2 separate regions of the Arachis hypogaea genome follow, and region 1 is linked to region 2. The links are chromatin contacts, called in public Hi-C maps. All regions are on one chromosome and are shown on one strand. The core of a region is the stretch at or near the end of the contact, and the rest is flanking DNA. Distances in the headings are between cores, read along the strand shown.

Region 1 (5,204 bases), core at 1,814-4,313, 60 kb before region 2:
ACTTATATCTTCGTTCCTTATTCTATTCAATTGCGTATGACCACTCATCCATCTCAACATCTTCATCTCTGTCACAACTTATGTTCGTGCTCCCCTTTGGCCGCCCAACACTCTGTACCATAAAGCATAGTCAGTTTGATAGCAATACGGTAGAATTTAACTTTAAGTTTTAAAGGCATTTTTCTGTCACATATGAAACCATTCGCACTCCGCCATTTTGACCAACCTGCTTGGATCCTATGATTTCCATCTTGTTCAATCTCTCAATTATCCTATATGATGCACCCAAGATAGTCAAAACTCTTAACTTTTCATAGGATATTTTCTCCAATCTTCACCTCTCTTTTAGGGTTTTCCCTTCGGCAGCCGAAAAAGATATGTTCTTGCATTTGCTTGCCAGGTCAATAACACATTTATTTTTCTCAATTCCCTCTTTTCCAGTTCTAGTTCTAAAAGTATTCAAATTCCAATGCATTATATGTTTTTCCAGCATGGTTTCACTGACAGGAAAATCATTTAATCCAGGAGAAGTGGCAAAGCTCTTTGCCGATGCTGGTCTAATATGTGTTGCCAGTTTGATATCTCCTTATAGAAGAGACCGGGACGCTTGCCGTGCCATGTTGCCCGATGCCAACTTTATTGAGGAAAGGTTCCATTTGGCATTTTTTTAGTTAGTTAAGTTTCTCAGATGATGTTTGATAGTTGAATAATAATTACAGGTTTTCATGAACATGCCTTTACATTTGTGTGAGGCACGAGACCCAAAAGGCCTCTATAAGCTTGCTCGTTCAGGAAAGATCAAAGGTGTGCTTTTATTTTACTTGCAATTGCTAACTCCCACCCCTTTGTAACAGAGAAAGAAAATGAAGGAAACCCAAATATGTTTGTTCTGCATTCTCTACAGCTGAAAACTTGAATTCGAATATGCAATATCCAACATAATGCATTTAAGCGTGTGATTGGTCTTGTACATGGCTAAACCCGGATGCCATTGATCATGACATATAGAGTTTATCCCTTAGAGTGCTTTCATCTGAACATGGAAAATTTTCATATTATGATTTGCCCATTTCCGGAATAGTGAAAATATCAACAATATGGCCAAGGGCTGGTTTTCATAAACCATTCAATGGAACTTGGCTTCAGTTTAAATTGACCAACATCAGTCAGATGAGTTTTGCAATAATGCATAGTTATTTTACCTTGCTGATGTGATTAAAAATTTGAAGTCCTAGTCCTACTAAATATTTATTGTTCAATGTTCATAGTTCAGGAATTGCAATACACTGTAACTATTTTAAGTTAGTCTTAGCTTGAATAGCTTTGTTGCATTTTGCAAAAACATTGCGTAGAAGGACTTATTTAATTCTACCATGTAGCCTAGAATTAATTATGGAATTGTGCAGGTTTTACCGGCATCGACGATCCTTATGAACCGCCCCTAAATTGTGAGGTACTTGATCGTGAAGCTGCTAACATGTTTCTGTACATACCTTTTTCAGTGTCTAATGTGCTGCCTACATGTTATGTATTCATTATCATGATTCTGTGGTTTTCATCCAGATAGAAATTAAGCAGGAAAATGGAGTTTGTCCAACGCCCACTGCAATGGCTGGACAAGTAGTTTCTTACTTGGAGAACAAAGGATTTCTAAGAAGTTAGGGATATAAGCAACACAGTTATGTCTATTTGTTGATCAAATCTGTAATATGAATTTTGCTTAATTAGATTGTATCTACTTTTAATTCTAACTTAAGTTAAAATACTAGAAGGTAGGGGTTGGGAATTGGGGACATTGACAAGAGGATCAGTGATGATGTAAATTTCATCAACTATACGTAATTTTTTGATTGGATAAAAGATAAATTTGTGATTCTCGTAGGAATGATATGATTATATTTATCTCCCCAAGCATTCAGAATAAAAGATTCATTTCATGTTGTCTAATCATCAGAATTTGATTATCACGCAGTACAAAATAATATACTTTACTTCAATGGAACTCTAAATAAGTAATACTTTCAAAACATTTATATGATTTTTGTGCTTTTACCATGAAATGAAAAAAATACTTTTATAAATTTTTTCAGAGAGTTCTTAAGAAAAGCATCGGAAAACAAATGTATTCCGTCTACGAAATATGGAAATAAAAGGGAATGTTAGTGTGGAGGGCCAGGGAACAAAGCAATAGTGATACAATTAATGTATTCCCTTTTATTAATTCAAACAATTAATAAAAAAATTATTTTTAATAAAGTAATAAATAATTGAATATCTGAATAAAAAATTGTCCCAAATTAGTTCTTAATAATTTTTAAAAAGAATGTAATAAATCTTTAAGAATTACATTGTTTGAACATGTGAGAAATTCTTTAAGAATGTAATGACCTTTTAGAATTTCAAACAATGTAATTCTTTGAGTATAAGATTATTATTTTTAAAAAGAAATAGTTTCTTTCAATTTTTATTTTAAATAAAATTAATAGATATAAACATTTTATCACGTCAACCATGTTAGATATATACTAAAATTACTAGCCAATGAGCTATAGCTCAAATGGCATAATCTCCTCATACTCACCTAAGAAATCTCAAGTTTGAGTCTCCGTATCTCCAGTAAAAAAGAAAAATACTAAAATTACTAATTAAGATAAAATACACATTGAAATACAAAATACATATTAGAAAAGAGTTAAGTTGTACATATATGTTTATATAAATATACGATGACTGATTTTAGTATATAAATAATATTTAAAATTTTTTTATACAACTATGAAAAATATATACTAAAACAACCACTAATATAAAATACATGTCAGAAATATAAAATACATAATAAAAATACATATAGTGGTTGATTTTCACGGCTAATTTTAATGTACAAATATTATTTTTTTTTTTGTATTTTTTTTTTTGTATATTTCCTTTCAGTCTCACTTAAATAGAACAGAGATTAAGAAGTAAATTATTACTTAATTAAAGAGAGTATAGGTAATTGGATGTGTTTGATATTGATCTGATGGCGTCCAATTCATAAAGCTGAGTCCAAGACCAAAACCAAAAGCAACCAAAATTTGGGCCGTTTTCACAAAGCCTCACCCAATGAATCCTCTGAAAATAGTGCGTGTGTTATTGACTTTTGTTAATGTTGGGTAGCTTCTTTCTCTAATTAGATTAGAAACACCGAATTTCGTTATTCTTTTTCACTATTGTGTTACGAAAGAACCAGAAGAAGTCAAGAAACACACATCATTGAGATTCAAGTACAAGAGGAAGCAGTAAAGGCGGAAAACGACGACGTATTTAAAGAAAGAAGATCAGATTGGAAGGGAAAGGAAAGGAAGGGAAGGATGGTGTTGAACAGCGGGGTGGTGATGAGCGTGGCACACGTGTCAGCGAATATTTGCCAGTACATAGCGTGCAACCCTGAGAGGCTCACAAGCGACGTCGTTTTGGACCTTCTCTTCTGCCTTCCTCTCCAACCCTTTCGCCGTTTGGCTCTTTCCCTCTCCACCTACCTTGGCTACCATACTCCGCACTCCGATTGATATACCCTACATCCGTACCGTATCTGTATCCGTATGTATTTATGTACTGTACGCTTGGATTTATGAAATAATTGAATTGAATGATGGTTCTTGTACATGATGTGTATTATTATTATTATTGTTGCTGTTATTACTCATTACTGTTGTTATGTTTTTCTGGGTTTCGTGTGTGCCTTTTGGTTTAACTACGCCCTTAATTTGATAGTATTTTTTATGGTGCTTAAATTTTAAAATTCAAAAGTAAAAATGTAGATTCTATCTTTTTTTTTATTATTTTTAATCAAATTAGATACAGTTTTTATATACCCTAAAGAATTTTGCTAATTTGATAATGATGATGATAATGGGTTAGTTGCTAACAAATTTGGAACTGGAAAGTCTTTTCAAACTGTAGTTAATTTGATAAATAGCTCACGGAGATTCATTTCCCCAGAATTCTCTTGCATCAATAAATCTCCACCTTTTTTCGTGGCGGTCAACATGTTTTTCTTATTATTTTATATATAATTTAATGGTCAAATTAAATTCAACAAAATATACTTTAAATTTGGATTGGATTATGCATATTTTAATTTAATATGTATTTTATATTAAAATATTATACACAACTAAAATTATTTATGGAATATAAATGTAAAAAAATATATTTTATTAAATAATTAAAAAATTTTAAAACTTATTTTTTTTATATTTATATATAAATATAGGTGATATTTAATTTATTTTTAATATATATTTTATGATTAATTAATTTAATAATTAATTTTTTCATGTATAATTAGTATGATTTGTTGTGATAAGAGCTCATATGGATGATCATTGATTATATGTGCGGCTGATTTTTTCAAGCCAAACTGAATTTTAATGAAGTTTGAAAATGATGCCCATATATATACATATAAATAGAGAACCAAATATGAAGTAATAAACAGCAATAAAAAATCAATTCTTTTTTTTTTTTACCAAATATAGGAGACTCGAACCCGCAACCTCTTAATTGAGTATGGGGAGACTATGTCATTTGAGCTATTACTCATTGGCAATAAAAAAATCAATTCTTTCTCTTTCTTTACGTTGCAATTTTATTAAATACTTCTCTCTAATATATATATATATAAGTAAATACATTTATGAATTATTGTTATTGAGCTAATTATATTAATACTAGAGTCTTTTATTTACACATCTTTATTTTATATTTAGTATATCTTTTATTTATTTTACAACACGTTATCAGCACGAGATTCTGATCAAATTTTAGGAAGACTCAGGTAACAAATTTTTATTATGTTGAAACTATCTCATCTTGAATTTAATACTCTTGATATATCTGGAAACAACTATTTATCATGAATACTAGATGTTGAAATCCATCTTGATTCAATGGATCTTGGAGATACCATTAAGGCTGAAAATAATGTATCCAAGAAGGATAAAGTTAAGGCCATGATTTTCCTTCGTCATCATTTTGACGAAGGATTGAAAAATGAATATCTCACATTAAAAGATCCTGCAGATCTGTGGAAAGACCTTGAAGAAAGGTATAATCATCAAAAGATGGTGATACTTCCTCAAGCCCGATAAGAATGGACGCACTTGCGTCTACAAGATTTTAAATGGTTTAATTATTCTGTTAGTCCCTATAGTTTCGCG
Region 2 (4,686 bases), core at 227-2,726:
TAAATTTTGTTAGTTGAAAGGTGTTGGTCACTCCAAAGAAGTTTGGTGGTCTGGGAATACAGGATCTGCTTTGTGCTAATGTTGCTCTTTTTGGGAAGCTAGTTTGGCAACTCTTTCATCATCTCTGCAAGCTTTGGTTTCAACTGTTGGCAGCTAAATACCGTTTTTCTCTGGGTGACGCTTTCAGACATTCTACGGATAACATATCTTATATTTGGAGGAGTCTGTGTAAAATTTGGGATATTTTGAAGGATTGATTTGATTGGTGCATTGGGAATTTGGACCAAAATTTTTTATTTTCTAAATGGAGGAAAGAGGGGTAGTTATGTAATGAGATGGATTATATTCACATTTCTGATTCAGATATCCAGATTTTAGATCTATGGTCGGTTGGGGAGTGGCACCTTGAGAAGGTCTATTCTCCTCTTCACTAGGTTTTGCATGAAAGTATTCTCTCCTACAACCCGGATATGCAAGCAGGTTCAGTGGTCAGTTGGGCTTGGTCCAGTGGGGCGGCTAAGGTTTATAATGCCCGTAATGGGTACTTATAGCTCTACAAGAAGATGTTTGGATGGGAGAAGAGAGGGAATTGGCTTTGACTTTGGCGTCAAATTGTTCCGTAAAAGATCAAATTCTTGGCTTGACTTTGTCTGCGAGAGGCACTCTCCACCGCTGTTTTTTCGTCTTTGGAGAGGACTTTCATATACAAATAGCTACCCTAGTTTCTTGACTTGCCAGAAAACAGTTTTCCACTGTATTCGGGATTGCTCGAAAGCTCAGTTTGTTTGACAGAATCTAGAGATTTTCAGTCATCCTCTAGATTTGAAGAACTGGTTCTTGTCCCATAACGAGTTTCTATTCCTTCTATGATTAGTTGCTCTTGGGTTCCTCCTTCGATGGGTATTTTTAAGATCAATTGTGATGCTAGTTACTTTAGTTCTGGGGATCGGATTGGTTTTTCCTATGTTAACAGAGACTAAAACAAAAATTGGCAACGAGGCTGTTTGGGAACAATAGAGAGTTGCAATATTCTTTAAGGAGAGATGTTTGCTATTTGAAGAGAATTTTTTCTAGCCTGAATCTTGGGGCAAAGAGATGTAATTTATGAAACGGATTGCCTGAAAGCTTTCATTCTTGTTAACAATTCTCATGATAATGCCGAGTGTGTATATCTTTTGGTACTTAAAGTCAAAGATATCATAACTTGGAAGTGGCGCGTTGATTTTTGCTTGATCCTCTAAGATGTAAACACAATAGTAAACACCATGATAACATTGAGATCATATTCGCAGCATGTAAAACTTTCCGTGCTTTAAAAAAATTAAAGATAAATATTTAAAAAAATCGCTCTATGCTTTTTTAATCTCTTAAGACTTTATTTTTTGTCTGCTTAATTATTTTAAATTTTCAATCACCAAAAAAGTAAAAAAAAAATAACGGGCACGTCATAAATAAATCCTTCTCAAAATAAAAGCATCGGGAGAAGCAACTAAAACACTAGAAAGAAGAAAGAAAGGAAAGTGAGGTTACTGGTTGGTTGGTTGGTCGGTTGGGACAGCAAAACCAAAACAAAAGATGAAGACTATGGTGACGCCATTGATGAAAATTTCCCCATTTTCTCGGCCAAATGGCATTTATATTAATAAACCCTCTTCTCTCGTCCCTCTTTCCCCTCTCACACCCCAACGCAACTCTTCTTCACCAAACTCCCTCACCTTTCCCACTCTCACTCCTACTCTTTCTGTTTCCATGGCCGCTTCACCCCAATCCACCGCTCCGGTAATCCCACTCTCTTTTTCTCCCTTTTCATGCATTTTCTTTGACCCAATTGCAAAATAATTAGCTTGCAAGCTTAAAAAGTCAAACTTTGCATAATATTATTCCAAAGTTTAATTATTTTTGTTTTTGTTTTATTAATATAATTCTGGCTATCAACTGTTTTTTGGGTTGTATCTGATCGCTACAATTATGAATTGATTGATGGCTGAAAGTTTTGTTGTTCTAATCAACCTAATGTTATTGTTATGAACTTACGATTATCTTAGCTCGACTCTGTGTGTGTGTTTGTGATTTTTTTTTCTTTTATATATTTTTTTTACTGCGTGCTAACGCTGATTTCTGAATCAGACTGCGTCCCCTGGCGGTGTTAACATCAACAAAGATGATGTTTTTCAGTTAATTCAGGCGCATCAGGTATTATGTCAAATTAATTATATGTTAGTAATGAATGAATCTCAAAGTAGTTACAACATTGTTTGATCAATAATATGGTTTTGTAGATATCAGAACTCAGCAGGATTAGTTGAAAATCAAATGTATAATGATGATGTTGTTGTTGTTGGTAGGAAAAAGCTGCTAGGCTTCCACCGGTAGAAGAAATTCGAACTTTCCTTGATCGCAGCGTGCGCGGGATGCTATCTACCTACTCAAAGGTTTCTGTGCTTTCCTTTACCATGAACTTGGATAATTGATTGTGCCTTTTCTATGTGCTAAGAAGTTTGAATATAGTAGTTGATCTCAGATCATGAATCAACACATGAATCTGTCAGAGAGATTGAATAATAGTGTAAAACTCATAACCGTAATTGTGCTTTCCTTATTTCAAAGGTTTCACATATAGTTCTAAGTGATTGAATAATAGTGTAAAACTCATAACCGCAATTGTGTCAAAATTAATCTACTTTGTCAAAGAGATATCTTTATCTAGATGAAATGCCAAAACAGCTTTACAGAAAATGAAATTGTGATTAAATAAGAGAGACATGGAGAGAGATTCTTCCCTCTTTGGATGTTTAGTTTTCGTATTCTGTTCATGCCCACATATTCAGGTTCTTCTGATTCTGAAAACTTGAAGGTACTGCAAACAACTTGCCCCACCTGAATCACACTGATAAACTGATTGATAATGAGAGTCCATGTTTGGCATAGCAGTGAAACTTAATTTGACTGACTTTTACATTCATATGTATGTGTAAGGGGAAGAAATTAGAAAAGGGAAGAATTAATCAATTAGAGAGAAATTAGAGAAGAATCAATTAGGGTAGAGAGATACAGGGAGAGAATAATTCCATTGATGGAATTCCAAAGAAAGAAAGATACAATTCACTCAATACTTCCTTCCTTGATTCTATCACTACTACTCAATTTATAGTAAATTCTACTCCTAATGAGAAATTTCTAATTGCGCTATTGGGCCTATTTTTACTCATTACAGTATGACATAGAATTTTGTTTTATCATTTGTTCGCTGACAACTCAAATATCCACTACTTATCTAATCATTAACATGCAGAAGTTTGAGGGTTATCCATCTGGGTCGATGGTGGACTTTGCATGTGATGCAAATGGATATCCGATACTAGCAGTGAGCGACTTGGCAGTTCATACGAAGGTTCCTTTTCTTTTCATTTCCCCAAAAGTTTTCTGATGGATTACGAATCCATATGTAAGTTGAGGTTTTCAAAAATGAGTTATCTATATAACCATCTAGCACATTGTTTCAAACTTGGCTTGTACAAGGCTATGAATTCAATTTTCAATCTTATTTAGCATGTGCGCAACAAGCCCATGATCATATTGACAACTATAAATCAAAACAAACACCCCAACTCCAGCTCTTACCGAATCAAAGGCTTACTTCCATAGCTAAAGAGTCATGTTTTCTATATTTTACAGGACTTGGCTGCAAATCCTAAATGTTCACTGCTGGTGCCTAGAGATCCTGAAGATAGGACTGATCTAGTTGTCACTTTACACGGTGATGCTGTCTCTGTAAGTTAATATCTTCTGTTCATTTCTCAATATTTTCATTTGCTTTTACTATTGTGGTTTGGGCTACATAATCGTTACATAGTTATTGTGCTGCTGGGTTCTAAATATTTTCGTGAAAATGTTATTTAGGTACCTGAAAACGATAAAGAAGCCGTACGAGCTGCATATTTGGCAAGACATCCCAATGCATTTTGGGTAACTTTGTTCATCTTTCTTCTATTCTTGCATTTCTTTTCTCCTTTCTTCTTATCATTATATAATTAACCAGTATCAATTTCACTTATTAAAGGTTGACTTTGGGGACTTCCATTTTCTGCGCATTGAACCGAAAGTTGTACGATATGTGTCAGGTGTTGCTACAGCTTTGTTAGGATCAGGAGGTTTGCTAACTATGCCCTTCTTGTTGGTTTATTTTCCCGTTAATGCTATTCTGAAACTCACAAGAGAGATAGATGGTGGTGGTGGTGGTTTGGGGAAAAAGAAAAGAGGGGGTATCCTTTAACATTATGATTGGAGTCTTGCATGCAATAGGGGGTTTTAGACTTGGTATTAATTATCAGGTTAGACTGCGTACATTACACTCTTTGGGTGTTGCCCTTCCACAGACTCTGCGTTATCGCGGGATGCTTATGGAGCAGGCTGCCCTTTTTTATTTTGGTTCTGTGAGGGATAGTTAGCTGCTGTTAGTGAACACAACATAATAATACAATCAACCTGCAAAAGAATAAATGAATAAAATAAAGCCAAATGCATATTCTGTATTATAAGGGATGATTGGAATTGCATGGCTTTTTTTTATCTGGTTTTAGGATAAGCATGAGAAAAAATATATGTATTGAGAATTCTTTCAGTTTGAGATGAAAATTTGATGTCTTTCTTCTCTTTGGTTAATGCCCTTTGTAATGTTTCGCCATA

The links. Hi-C and Micro-C count contacts between places; a contact is called where the count stands out from the background.
Region 1: a Hi-C map of leaf shows a contact between it and region 2, with 2.4 times the contacts expected there. The contact joins the enhancer-like site here to the promoter of LOC112754868 in region 2. A contact is called at or near these places in 2 of 8 Hi-C or Micro-C datasets (both in leaf).

The regions. Positions count from the first base shown.
Region 1 is chr16:125,094,245-125,099,448 of arahy.Tifrunner.gnm2.J5K5, reverse strand. It overlaps LOC112754869 (adenylyl-sulfate kinase 3), which reads left to right. Exons shown (of 7, transcript XM_072221111.1): 4 at 529-645; 5 at 721-804; 6 at 1,407-1,453; 7 at 1,564-1,866. The coding sequence ends at 1,662. Among protein-coding and RNA genes, the nearest start is that of LOC112754869, 5.5 kb to the left of the region's middle. Within about 2 kb of position 3,063, at least 1 of the 3 cell types and tissues checked has open chromatin away from gene starts, as enhancers often do.
Region 2 is chr16:125,032,865-125,037,550 of arahy.Tifrunner.gnm2.J5K5, reverse strand. It overlaps LOC112754868 (glutamyl-tRNA reductase-binding protein, chloroplastic), which reads left to right and starts at 1,476. Exons shown (of 12, transcript XR_011874488.1): 1 at 1,476-1,779; 2 at 2,128-2,193; 3 at 2,346-2,432; 4 at 3,293-3,391; 5 at 3,676-3,771; 6 at 3,901-3,966; 7 at 4,061-4,151.